Linked DNA regions of Mus musculus: all the other regions are linked to region 1. Evidence: chromatin contacts called from public promoter capture Hi-C data. All regions are on one chromosome and are shown on one strand. Each heading gives the region's core, a stretch centred on a gene start, on an enhancer-like site or on the middle of the called end of the contact. The rest is flanking DNA. Distances are from core to core; before and after follow the strand shown.

Region 1 (3,508 bases), core at 757-3,256:
TGAAGGGACAAAGTTGTATCTTTCTTCTTTACCAGAAAACCTCTGGCTAGTTATCTGATAAAGCTTACATAGTCATTTATTAACAATGCTATATTCATAGCTGAGGAAATGTGACTTAAATATTATTCTTTTGACCAGTAACCAGAGTCTTGCTGTTTCAGTTCTTGATTATGAGGGCAAAGGGGGGGGGCATCTATTCCTAATACCATCTAGGCCTGCTAATATCTACCTTGTGTGAATTGATGTTCCTAAGGGAAAAAAAGCAGCCACATTTGTGTTAGATCTACAAGACTTGATTGAATGATTAGAACTTAGGCAGTTGTGGAGAGTTTTTTTGTTTGTTTGTTTGTTTGGGTTTTTTTTTTTTTTTTTTTTTGGTTTTTTTTCGAGACAGGGTTTCTCTGTATAGTCCTGGCTATCCTGGAACTCACTCTATAGACCAGGCTGGCCTCGAACTCAGAAATCTGCCTGCCTCTGCCTCCCAAGTGCTGGGATTAAAGGCATGTGCCACCACCGCCCGGCAGTTGTGGAGAGTTTTAAAGTTGTAGGTCCAGAGACAAATTGTCTTTTGTTACATATAGCTCTTTACAACCATTCATTGCCCACCCATGTGTCTGCCTTAATGTCCTTCTGCTTTTTAGGTAAATCCCTTTGAAATGTACTAACAGATCACTTGGTTTCACCAATCAAAAGGCTAAGAATTTTCCAGATAGCTATAACCCACCTGTACTGGCTGGCTTTGTGTGCCAACTTGACACAAGCTGGAGTTATCACAGAGAAAGGAGTTTCTGTTGAGAAAATGCCTCCATGAGATCCAGCTGTAAGGCATTTTCTCAATTAGTGATCAAGGGGGAAGGACCCCTTGTGGGTGATGCCATCCCTGGGCTGGTAGTTTTGGGTTCTATAAGAGAGCAGGCTGAGCAAGCCAGGGGAAGCAAGCCAGTAAGAAACATCCTTCCGTGGCCTCTGCATCAGCTCCTGCTTCCTGACCTGCTTGAGTTCTAGTCCTGACTTCCTTTAGTGATGAACAGCAGTGTGGAAAAGTAAGCTGAATAAACCCTTTCCTCCCCAGCTGGCTTCTTGGTCATGGTGTTTGTGCAGGAATAGAAACCCAGACTAAGACACCACCTAACTTACATTTCCACTAATTGTTTTTTTAAAGTTGTCTTGATTTACTACTTTCTTTTGTTCTGGTTATGTAAATCAATGTCCTAAGCCACACTCTACATGTATTTTGCTCGATAATAAATTACTACTATCTTTGAGAGCTTGTGCTTGGTTTTCTGGTTACCCTCGACATGTACATTAGCTAAGAACAGGGTGAGATTTTTGTTGTTGTTGTTTTGTTTTCACTTCCAGAACACAGAATGTTCTGGTGCATGATAAGAGCATTAACCACTATTCTTTTTCAGGGATTTTTCTTTGGACTCTCCTTTTAAATTAAAACAAACAAACAAACAAACATTTTTTTTTAATTCTAGAAAAATGGTTGTGTTTATTGGGATACCATAGTTGCAAACATATTTAATTAGTACTGACTGCTTTGTTGAGTTTTTCTACCCAAGAAAGCTTATTGCCTCCTATTTATGTTCATATTTGGCTTTTAAAGTGTTTTAAAGTTAGCCCCAAGTAAATGTGGCACATCTCTTGAGCTCTGAGTATTTTTGCTGTTGCTTTTGTAGCTGTGGTCTTTTCATTCACACTCGTACTTATGAAGGCTGATTTTAGTGTTCATAATATCCTGTTAACTTACTAAATTATCCTTTTAATACATTTTTTCCCATTGACCAGAAGAATGTCTCTTTGAGACATCACTAATCTCAGTGATACTGAAACACAAACGCGAAACCGGATAAGGACCGGCATGCTCACTATGATTAGACAGAAAATCCCAACTTCTTTTGCCAGAGTAAGGACAAACCACTGAGTGGAACTCCGTGGCTCCCTAGAGTGGCTCTGGGAGCAACAGGGCTCCACCGCTTCCGGCCTTTGTGGGAGTCCGCGATGACTTCCGGTTCCTGGGAGGGCTGGATTCCCTTCCCTGCGCAGGAGCGACGCGGTGAGCGAGCTCGTGCTCCAGGCGGGGGGAGGGTGCTCCCTGCTACCTAGACTCTCGGCCTTAGAAAGATGCTTGGAACCGGGGGAAAGGCCACCCGGGCTGCGCTGCGGCTGCCTATGGGTCCCCCTGGGGCGCGGAGCTGGCCCGGACCTAGGCACGCTGCAGAACTTTAAGTTAGAGTCACAGAACTGGAGGGGCAGGAGAAAAGCAGAGCACCCTCCCCAACTTCTAACCTTTATGAGTGGTTAAGTTCCAACTAAAGCCAGTTGGGAGACTGTACTATGTATATGTGATTTGTGCCAGGTACGCAGAAAAAAAAATCAAAAGCAGCAAGGCAGGCGTACCCTACTCTTGTACTCTTTCCGTTATTTTTGGTGGTACTGTTAGTTGAACTTCCCACCCGCCAGGCAGCGGTTGCCCTTCCCCAACGCTATCTGCTAATTCCAAAATTTTTTGTTTATTTCAGTTAGTTGTTGTTCACTTTAGGAGTAAGTGGAGGTAAGTTTCTTCCCAAGCTTTACTCCCTGAAGTCCTGAAACAATTTGACATCTTTTTCACTTTTGTCTATTTTTGTGAAAGTCCACGTACAATCCAGTCAATACAGTAGATTAACCGGAGGGCAGCTTTTCAACTCTCCCACTTAACTCTTAGAATAGGCGGTATTTGCTTATTGTAGTTCGTGTTAGTAACGATGACTTATCCCTTAGGTCCACTGGGTAAGAAGATTTACCAAGGAGTTATTACTTGAAAGATTGATACATCTTTTATCTAGCTACGATGACATCTACTAGTGATACCAAGGTCTGTAAGAACCAGGGTGGACTTTTGGAAATAAAAATGGAGGAAGAATGTAAGTATACCACCAGACAAGATAGGAACCTACAAAAGAACACTTATAACAGAGACGTCTTCCGAAAATACTTCAGACAGTTTTGCTACCAGGAAACTTCTGGACCCCGGGAGGCTCTGAGCCGGCTGCGCGAGCTCTGCAGACAGTGGCTGCGGCCGGACTTGAACAGCAAGGAGCAGATCCTGGAGCTGCTGGTGCTGGAGCAGTTCCTGACCATCCTGCCAGGGGAGCTGCAGGCCTGGGTGCAGGAGCAGAATCCGGAGAGTGTGGAGGAGGTGGTGACTGTGCTGGAGGATTTAGAGAGAGAGCTTGATGAACTAGGATACCGGGTAAGAAAAAGGGGGGAGGGGTCCTCTTTCCTAAGCGCGACTGAATTTGTAGGCCAAAGTGAAGTATACCACTATTTTACAAAGCATATTGACATTTAGTTGGATCCAAAGGGGACTTTAAGTGTCATGGGAATTTGGAGTTGAACTTGTACGTTGTACATCCTAGCCTTGGGCTTGTAATCTTCCTGTCTCATATCCTTGGTGCTGAGATTACAGGTATGTACGTCCACTCCTGTCTGGTCTTAGTTTAATTATTCCTTTTCATCAGTG
Region 2 (3,508 bases), core at 637-3,136, 670 kb after region 1:
CTAAGCGCATACTTTGTTCTATCATATCGTGCTCACTGAGCATTTGAACACAGACATGGCCCTGTGGAAGGAGGATCAACTAGACCTTATGTCCTATCCAGTGTCTTTCCAAAACTACTAAACAAGTTAGTCATACAGTTTACACTCTCTCTCTCTCTCTCTCTCTCTCTCTCTCTCTCTCTCTCACACACACACACACAGGACTGGTCCTTTCAGGTCTGGTGGGACTAACTGACTAAATCACTCTCTTATATTCTGATATTGCCAGTCACCGACATGCTATTCTCAGAAACTCTTCTCTAAACTCAGAGTCCGATTTCCACAAGTCCATAAATGTACAGAATTTCCTGTTTCATGGGCTGCTGTTGGAACTCCTTTTCCAGCTTCTCTCTTTGCAAGTGGCTGGCGTTACTGAAGTTCTCAGTAGTGACACACTAGGTCACACCAACTGCTTACAATTTTGTAGCCTCTCAGATCAATAATACTGAACTTGGAATCATTATTTCAACACAATTAATTAGGCTCTATTTTTAGAAATGAACTGCAGAGCACACATATTCTTTACACTGTTTTGTTAAATTTTATTCTTGGGTCAAGTTGAGGACTTTATCCCCTTCGTTACCAGGCAGGCTCTTACCCCCCCTCCCCCCCCCGAGTTTCTGCTCCTTTGAGCAGTAAGATTTGTGAAAACATTATGGGGATTTAGAAGAAAAAAAAAGTAACTTAAAATTGATCGTTTACTTCTGGCTAGCAGGTGGGCATGCACACACACCAGTTAAGCAGCATTAAGACCTGTAAAGTCTTCTAACATGTTCTGCTGCAAAGTGGAAAAAAAAAGTAAAACCTCATCTGTTGAAGGTTAACCAGACCTGGTGTCTATGATAGATTATGCCAGCTTGGGAAGGTCAAAGTCCCAATATCCAAGGCAGAGGCAGACTGGCTTGTCCTACAGTGGGTTTTAATGAGATTGTCTGAAAAAACAAAAAATACTTGATGAAAAAAAGACCAAGAAAGCAGTTTCAAGATCCAAATATTCCTAGAAGGGTTAAACTTGAATGCTTAAGTCCCACGCGGAGAGAACACATTTACACTGGACTGCAGCTTACTCACCACGTGGTTGGAATTAGTACTATCACTTCACAAAGGAGATCTTAGATTTACATGTACCAGCTTCTTTCTGGACTTTGTGTGTGGCTCTGAAAAGAGCCTTTGGGAGATATTGAAACCTGCTTCACTTGGCCTTGTGGTGGCTCTCGGTCTTCTTGGGCAGCAGCACGGCCTGGATGTTGGGCAGGACGCCGCCCTGCGCGATGGTCACGCGGCCCAGCAGCTTGTTGAGCTCCTCGTCGTTGCGGATGGCCAGCTGCAGGTGGCGCGGGATGATGCGCGTCTTCTTGTTGTCGCGGGCCGCGTTGCCCGCCAGCTCCAGGATCTCGGCCGTCAGGTACTCCAGCACGGCCGCCAGGTACACCGGGGCGCCGGCGCCCACGCGCTCCGAGTAGTTGCCCTTGCGGAGCAGCCGGTGCACGCGGCCCACGGGGAACTGCAGGCCGGCCCGGGAGGAGCGGGTCTTGGCCTTGGCGCGAGCCTTGCCGCCCTGCTTACCGCGTCCAGACATATTGTACAACTTAAAACTTCCCTGGTAAGCGTTAGCTAAACAGCAGAAACAAAGGGAAACTCTGTAGATTTTTATAGTCAAGCCAGGGCGCGAAAAAGGAGGCCCGTCATTGGTTAGCATTGTGAGTTCAACTTAACCAATGGAAACGAGGTTTTGGGAGTTGTGTATTCTCATTGGGTAAAAGCAGGCTCAGCCTTTTCTCTGAGTGACCACTACCCAGACAAGGGCATTTCACTTTATTTGCATACGAAGTTCTAGATAAAGAGTACCCGTGGTGTTCCTATCTGCTTGTCCTGTTGGGTGTTCAGCTTTGTTTTCTATTCATTTCTACGCCATGCCTGAGCCTGCGAAGTCCGCTCCCGCCCCGAAGAAGGGCTCCAAGAAGGCCGTCACCAAGGCCCAGAAGAAGGACGGCAAGAAGCGCAAGCGCAGCCGCAAGGAGAGCTACTCGGTGTACGTGTACAAGGTGCTGAAGCAAGTGCACCCCGACACCGGCATCTCCTCCAAGGCCATGGGCATCATGAACTCGTTCGTGAACGACATCTTCGAGCGCATCGCGAGCGAGGCGTCCCGCCTGGCGCATTACAACAAGCGCTCGACCATCACGTCCCGGGAGATCCAGACGGCCGTGCGCCTGCTGCTGCCCGGGGAGCTGGCCAAGCACGCCGTGTCGGAGGGCACCAAGGCTGTCACCAAGTATACTAGCGCCAAGTAAACTTCTCAATAGGGTTGACGTCTAGCACCAAAGGCTCTTTTAAGAGCCACTAAACCACCAGTATTAGAGCTGCAAACATGAATTCACCTTCGAGTACGGCTCTTGATTCCTGTGGCAGGTGTATGTAGTGTTGAATGCACTACAGAGTTGCTTGTCTCGGTCAGGGTCTCCCAGTTTTGTGTAAGCCACAATGACCTTTTGACTTAAAGTTATATTGTATTCTGGCGTAATTTGTTCAAAATCAGGTCAGGGCTGAGGGTGTAAATTCAGCTGGGAGAGTGTTTGGCATACCTGAAGCTCAGCTTAGTCCCCATTGCTGCGTAAGTTTGGATGAGGTGGAGCGCATCTATAATGCTTGTGTTCTGGTAAGTAGAAGTAAGATTAGGATCTTAAAATCGTGTTCTGTGTTAGAAATTCTGGCTAGGTTAGCTTACAAGATCCGGTCTCCTGTTAAAAAAAGTTAAATGGAGGCTAGTTAAGCCAAACCAGACAAAACCAACGATTTAAACCTTGCTGTAGTTGTGCCTGCCTTTATTTGAACCCAGCACTCTGAAGGCAAAGCCAGGTGGATGCCTGTTTGAGGCCGGTCTAGTCTACCGAGTGAGTTTGAACAGTCAGGGCTGCACAGTGAAACCCTGGGGTGTGGTGTGGAGGCAGAGGGGACCCATGGGGGACAATTTATTTAAAGGGAAACATTTTTGCCTCTTCCCTGTCTAAGCTTTAAGGATACAGATATTGAGAATACAGGATGGATTGCTTTCTCCTGGAGGTGATCTTACAGGTGAGCAAGGTCAGACTGGAATATTTTATCAAGCAGAACAAGTTTTCTATCCATCCAAGTCTTTATTAGAAATTTGCCTGTTAGGTTAATATTCTGAAAACATATAAAATGACTGTAATCACTTCTTGAGTGCTTATCAACATGCCAAGCATATGAACCCATTTAATTTTTTTTTTTTCGAGACAGGGTTTCTCTGTGTAGCCCTGGACCAGGCTGGCCTCGAACTCAGAAATCCATATGCCTCTGCCTCCCAAGTGTTGGGATTAAATGCGTGCACCACCACTGCCCAGCCCATTTAATCTTTACACAAATCTGAGGTAGTATTTACTATTTTATTTTATTTTTTTTAATGCTGGAAGCAATCTAGAGGGATATAAAGAAAACTATTTTCAAA
Region 3 (3,508 bases), core at 477-2,976, 580 kb after region 1:
GTCTGAAGCAGCCTCGTAATCCCACACCTGGGATTAAAACTAGAACACATTCTTATATTTCTTAAAAAAAAAAAAAAAAAAAAAAACAAAAAAACAACCAAAATTCCAAAATTGTCATTACAGTTTTCAAATATCTCCCAGTCTGGATTTTTCAGTGTAGTAAACAGACATGTGGTTGACTGTCCTAACCATGAGAATATATGAAAGATGACTGTAGCTGTTTCCCATGCACCTCACTTCCATCTGAGTCATCACTAGAATCTAATGTCTATATAGCATCCATTTTTTAAAGGCATTTGAGACTTTTTAAAAAATAATTTATTTATTATATGTAAGTACATTGTAGCTGTCTTTAGACACCAGAAAAGGGCCTCATATGTTACTACAGATGGTTGTGAGCCACCATGTGGTTGCTGGGATTTGAACTCAGGACCTCCTGAAAAGCTGTTAGTGCTCTTACCCGCTGAGCTATCTCACCATCCCCAGCATCCATCTTTTAAGAATAATTTAGTTTAAATGCTATAACTCAGTAATTCTTCTAGCTTCTACTCATAATCAAATTTCAAAGTCACTTTCATGTGTCCAGGCATTTATTTCAACAGAGCCCCATTCCCAGAACCAAAACCTGTGAGGTGCTCCTAGCCAGCAAACAGAAAAGCTAGTGTTAGAAGTCTGGTCCTAAGCATGCAGTCTTCTATAAATTCTAGTTCCAAGGGCTCCTACATCCTTTTCTGGACACCAAAGCATGTCCCTTCACATATGCCCACAAACAGACACATAAAATCAATTAAAAAAAAAAAACTAAACATGATTGCTGTTTGCATTCTCTTTTTTATCGAATGTCTTGTTGCAACCATTTCTCTAAATATCATCCCCTTTCCTTAAAGTTTTCATGTGTAGCATTATCATTTCCAGGTCTGGTGCTCTCAGCTAAGGAGGGGAGCCACTTTAGCCCTTCTGTCAAATAACTGGGGAGGAACAGAAGCCCTTAGATGAGTGGGCCACATCTTTGAAACATAAAAACCTATTTGTTGCAATCTTCTGTGTTCGTCTAGAGCACTAATGGATATGCTTTAAGTGCTAGGCAAGGAAACGTGCAGTATGTAAAATACTGTACCATCACCTTCTCCCGGCTTCTTTAGTATTTAAAAAAAAAATGAGAGTCGTTTTTCGAAGACATGAAAACGAAAAAATATTTTCAAAACGACAAATACCATATAAATGAGAATGCAGACCAACCAGGTAATAAAAGTAGGGTTGAACGATGAAATGTACGCTTGCATTTTGAAATTCTCTGTGAGGGGAGGTCAGATCCTTAGGAGGTGGAGAAGGTGGATCAGGATTTCAAGGCCAGCCACATGTATATAGCAAGTTCGAGACCAGCCTGAGGGGCATGGTACTGCCCCCAACATCTCCGCCCAAAACCCTGAGGGTGTGTGAATATTGGTTACAAACGCTATATATGGCCACCTCTGCTCACAATCCAAATCACTGGACACAAACGGTAGGCAGGTTCAACCTCCCGAGCCACCAGGAGGGACTGCAGCATTTGTGGAAACCTGGGAAAAGTAATTCAGAAACACTGCGCGTTGCATTCTGGGAATTGTGGTCCTTTGTGTTCCCCGGTGAGGCGCTCCTGTGTGTTGCGGGGAGGGGGAAACCAAGGGAAAGGGTCTACGCGACCGGAAGTGACCGCTAAGCCGACTGTGGGCGTGGAAAGGGGTGGGCGTTTGGCTCGTCCCACGGCGTAAACTCACAGCCTGAGTTTTGATGACCATCCCAGGTCATCTGGATCCAGGATCCTTGGAGTGCGTCACAAGACTGGAGTCCAGGTATCACCATGGCAACCACCAGCGCCTTGGGTGTGTGACGTCACCTTGCGGGCTCGCGTAGTGCGGCATGCGCGGGAGGAAGCCGGGGAGTCAGGGAAGGGGGCGCGCCTCCCCTCGGCGTTGCCGGGGACCGCGGGTTCCCCAAGGCTTTGTTCCTTTGTTCTGGGCCGGGCCAGCAAAATGCGGAGCAGCCCGCCTTTCTGGTGTGCCCCGCAACAGGTGTGTCTGGCCGCCTGGGAAAGTGGGAGATCGCAGACCCTGTGGAGGGCGGGTGGCCAAGACTAGGTGGGCGCCCAGAGTCTCTACTGCAGCGAGGCAGAGCTGTTCGCTCCCTATTCACTTTTTGTTTCTTGTAGCAATCCAAACTTCCCCTGTGCACGTCCGATCTTGGACAGGACCTCTTGGCTACTCTGTACGAGTCTGAGGTGCGACTGTAAGACGCGTGCTGCAGAGTGTATCCTGTGCCTGGTAGGCCAGTCTCGTAGAGCATAAGACACCTACTCTGGAAGGAGAGCGGGACATCCAAGTCCCAAACTGAAGCTGCCCAGGTATCCACGTGTCCAAGTTCTAGCGGAAGACGTAGAGCTCCTGGGATGGCAGGTAATGGCAATGGCCAGGGCAGAGAGGACTGGTGTATGGCGAACTGAGAGGTGGGAGGAAGAAGTAATGTGGCCAGGGGTAAAGAAACCTAATTACATCATCGAAAGAGGCTTGAAAGAATTAATTCTGAGTTCTGGACATCAGAATTTGAAAAGGAACAACAGTTCAGAATATCTGATCCTCTTGACATTTCTCTTTTATTACATTTCCGAATAGAAAACTTTAGTCAGAAAAAAAAAGGTGTTTTAACTTATTGCAAAGATTAGTTTTGAAATATCTTGCAGAAAGCAATTTTTTCAAGCTTGTTCTGGTGCAAGTGTGTGTGTGGACTTAAACTCACCATTTGGGTGCAAATGTTTCCTTGTTTTTTAGTTCCTTTTACTAACAGTGCCTAGTCCTGTAACCTGTGTGTAGATCTTAAAAGCACCAGATACTGTCAGTAATTTTACAATGATGCCGTTACCTGTGAATTCAGCTGTTAGAACTCCTAAGTTCCCTGTCAAGCAGCCTAAGTCTCATTTCCTATGATAGGTCCATATAAGATCGCTAGACTTCTTTGAGTAGTCTTTTCCTAGTTAGCATATTTCTTACATTGCAATGCCTAAAACTAAACAGTTCTTTAAATGTCCTTTTAAAAATACCTAAGAGTATGATCTATTACTATCTTTCCCTTATCACATTTTTGTTAATTTTTTTAAAAAGATTTTGTTTTATGTGTATAAGTGTGTGCTTGCATGTCTTTACTTTCGTTAGGTATGGGAGAGTGTCACTGAATAAACTCACTGGGACCCACAAGGTTTTGCGTCCTTAGTGCTGGGATTAAAGGCATGCACTATTATACCCTACTGTTTACTCATGCTTTATGTGAAGCAGAGAGGACTCAGCAAGAGTGCCTTGCTTCATCAATGAGGACTTCACATTTCTCTGTATGAACCATGTGAAGTGTCAAGAGACAAAGATGAATATTAAGGCAGAGTTTGGTTTTTGTTGTTTGTGTGTTTGTTTGTTTGTTTGTTTGTTTCTGCTGAGCCTTCTCAGGATGGTACAGAGGCCTCAGTTGAACCTTTTAGGGGGTT

The links. Promoter capture Hi-C pulls out the DNA fragments that hold promoters and counts their contacts.
Region 2: a contact with region 1 is called in a promoter capture Hi-C map of pre-B cells. The contact joins the promoter of H2bc12 here to the promoter of Zscan12 in region 1. A contact is called at or near these places in 12 of 39 promoter capture datasets (3T3-L1-derived adipocytes, the C10 cell line, the HPC-7 cell line and 8 more), 1 of 484 Hi-C or Micro-C datasets (embryonic fibroblasts), 1 of 115 datasets of contacts at active chromatin or transcription factors (memory CD8 T cells) and 1 of 9 other capture datasets (liver).
Region 3: a contact with region 1 is called in a promoter capture Hi-C map of second pharyngeal arch cranial neural crest. The contact joins the promoter of Zfp184 here to the promoter of Zscan12 in region 1. A contact is called at or near these places in 4 of 39 promoter capture datasets (cranial neural crest, frontonasal cranial neural crest, pre-B cells and 1 more) and 1 of 115 datasets of contacts at active chromatin or transcription factors (memory CD8 T cells).

What each region holds. Positions count from the first base shown.
Region 1 is chr13:21,360,814-21,364,321 of GRCm38.p6, forward strand. Zscan12 (zinc finger and SCAN domain containing 12) reads left to right here and starts at 2,007. Exons shown (of 4, transcript NM_016684.2): 1 at 2,007-2,059; 2 at 2,767-3,238. The coding sequence starts at 2,837.
Region 2 is chr13:22,033,935-22,037,442 of GRCm38.p6, forward strand. H2bc12 (H2B clustered histone 12) reads left to right here and starts at 1,887. Exons shown (of 1, transcript NM_175665.2): 1 at 1,887-2,386. The coding sequence starts at 1,953. The coding sequence ends at 2,333. H2ac12 (H2A clustered histone 12) reads right to left here and starts at 1,709. Exons shown (of 1, transcript NM_175659.2): 1 at 1,188-1,709. The coding sequence starts at 1,618. The coding sequence ends at 1,232.
Region 3 is chr13:21,943,368-21,946,875 of GRCm38.p6, forward strand. It overlaps Zfp184 (zinc finger protein 184 (Kruppel-like)), which reads left to right and starts at 1,727. Exons shown (of 6, transcript NM_183014.1): 1 at 1,727-1,832; 2 at 2,189-2,432. The coding sequence starts at 2,426.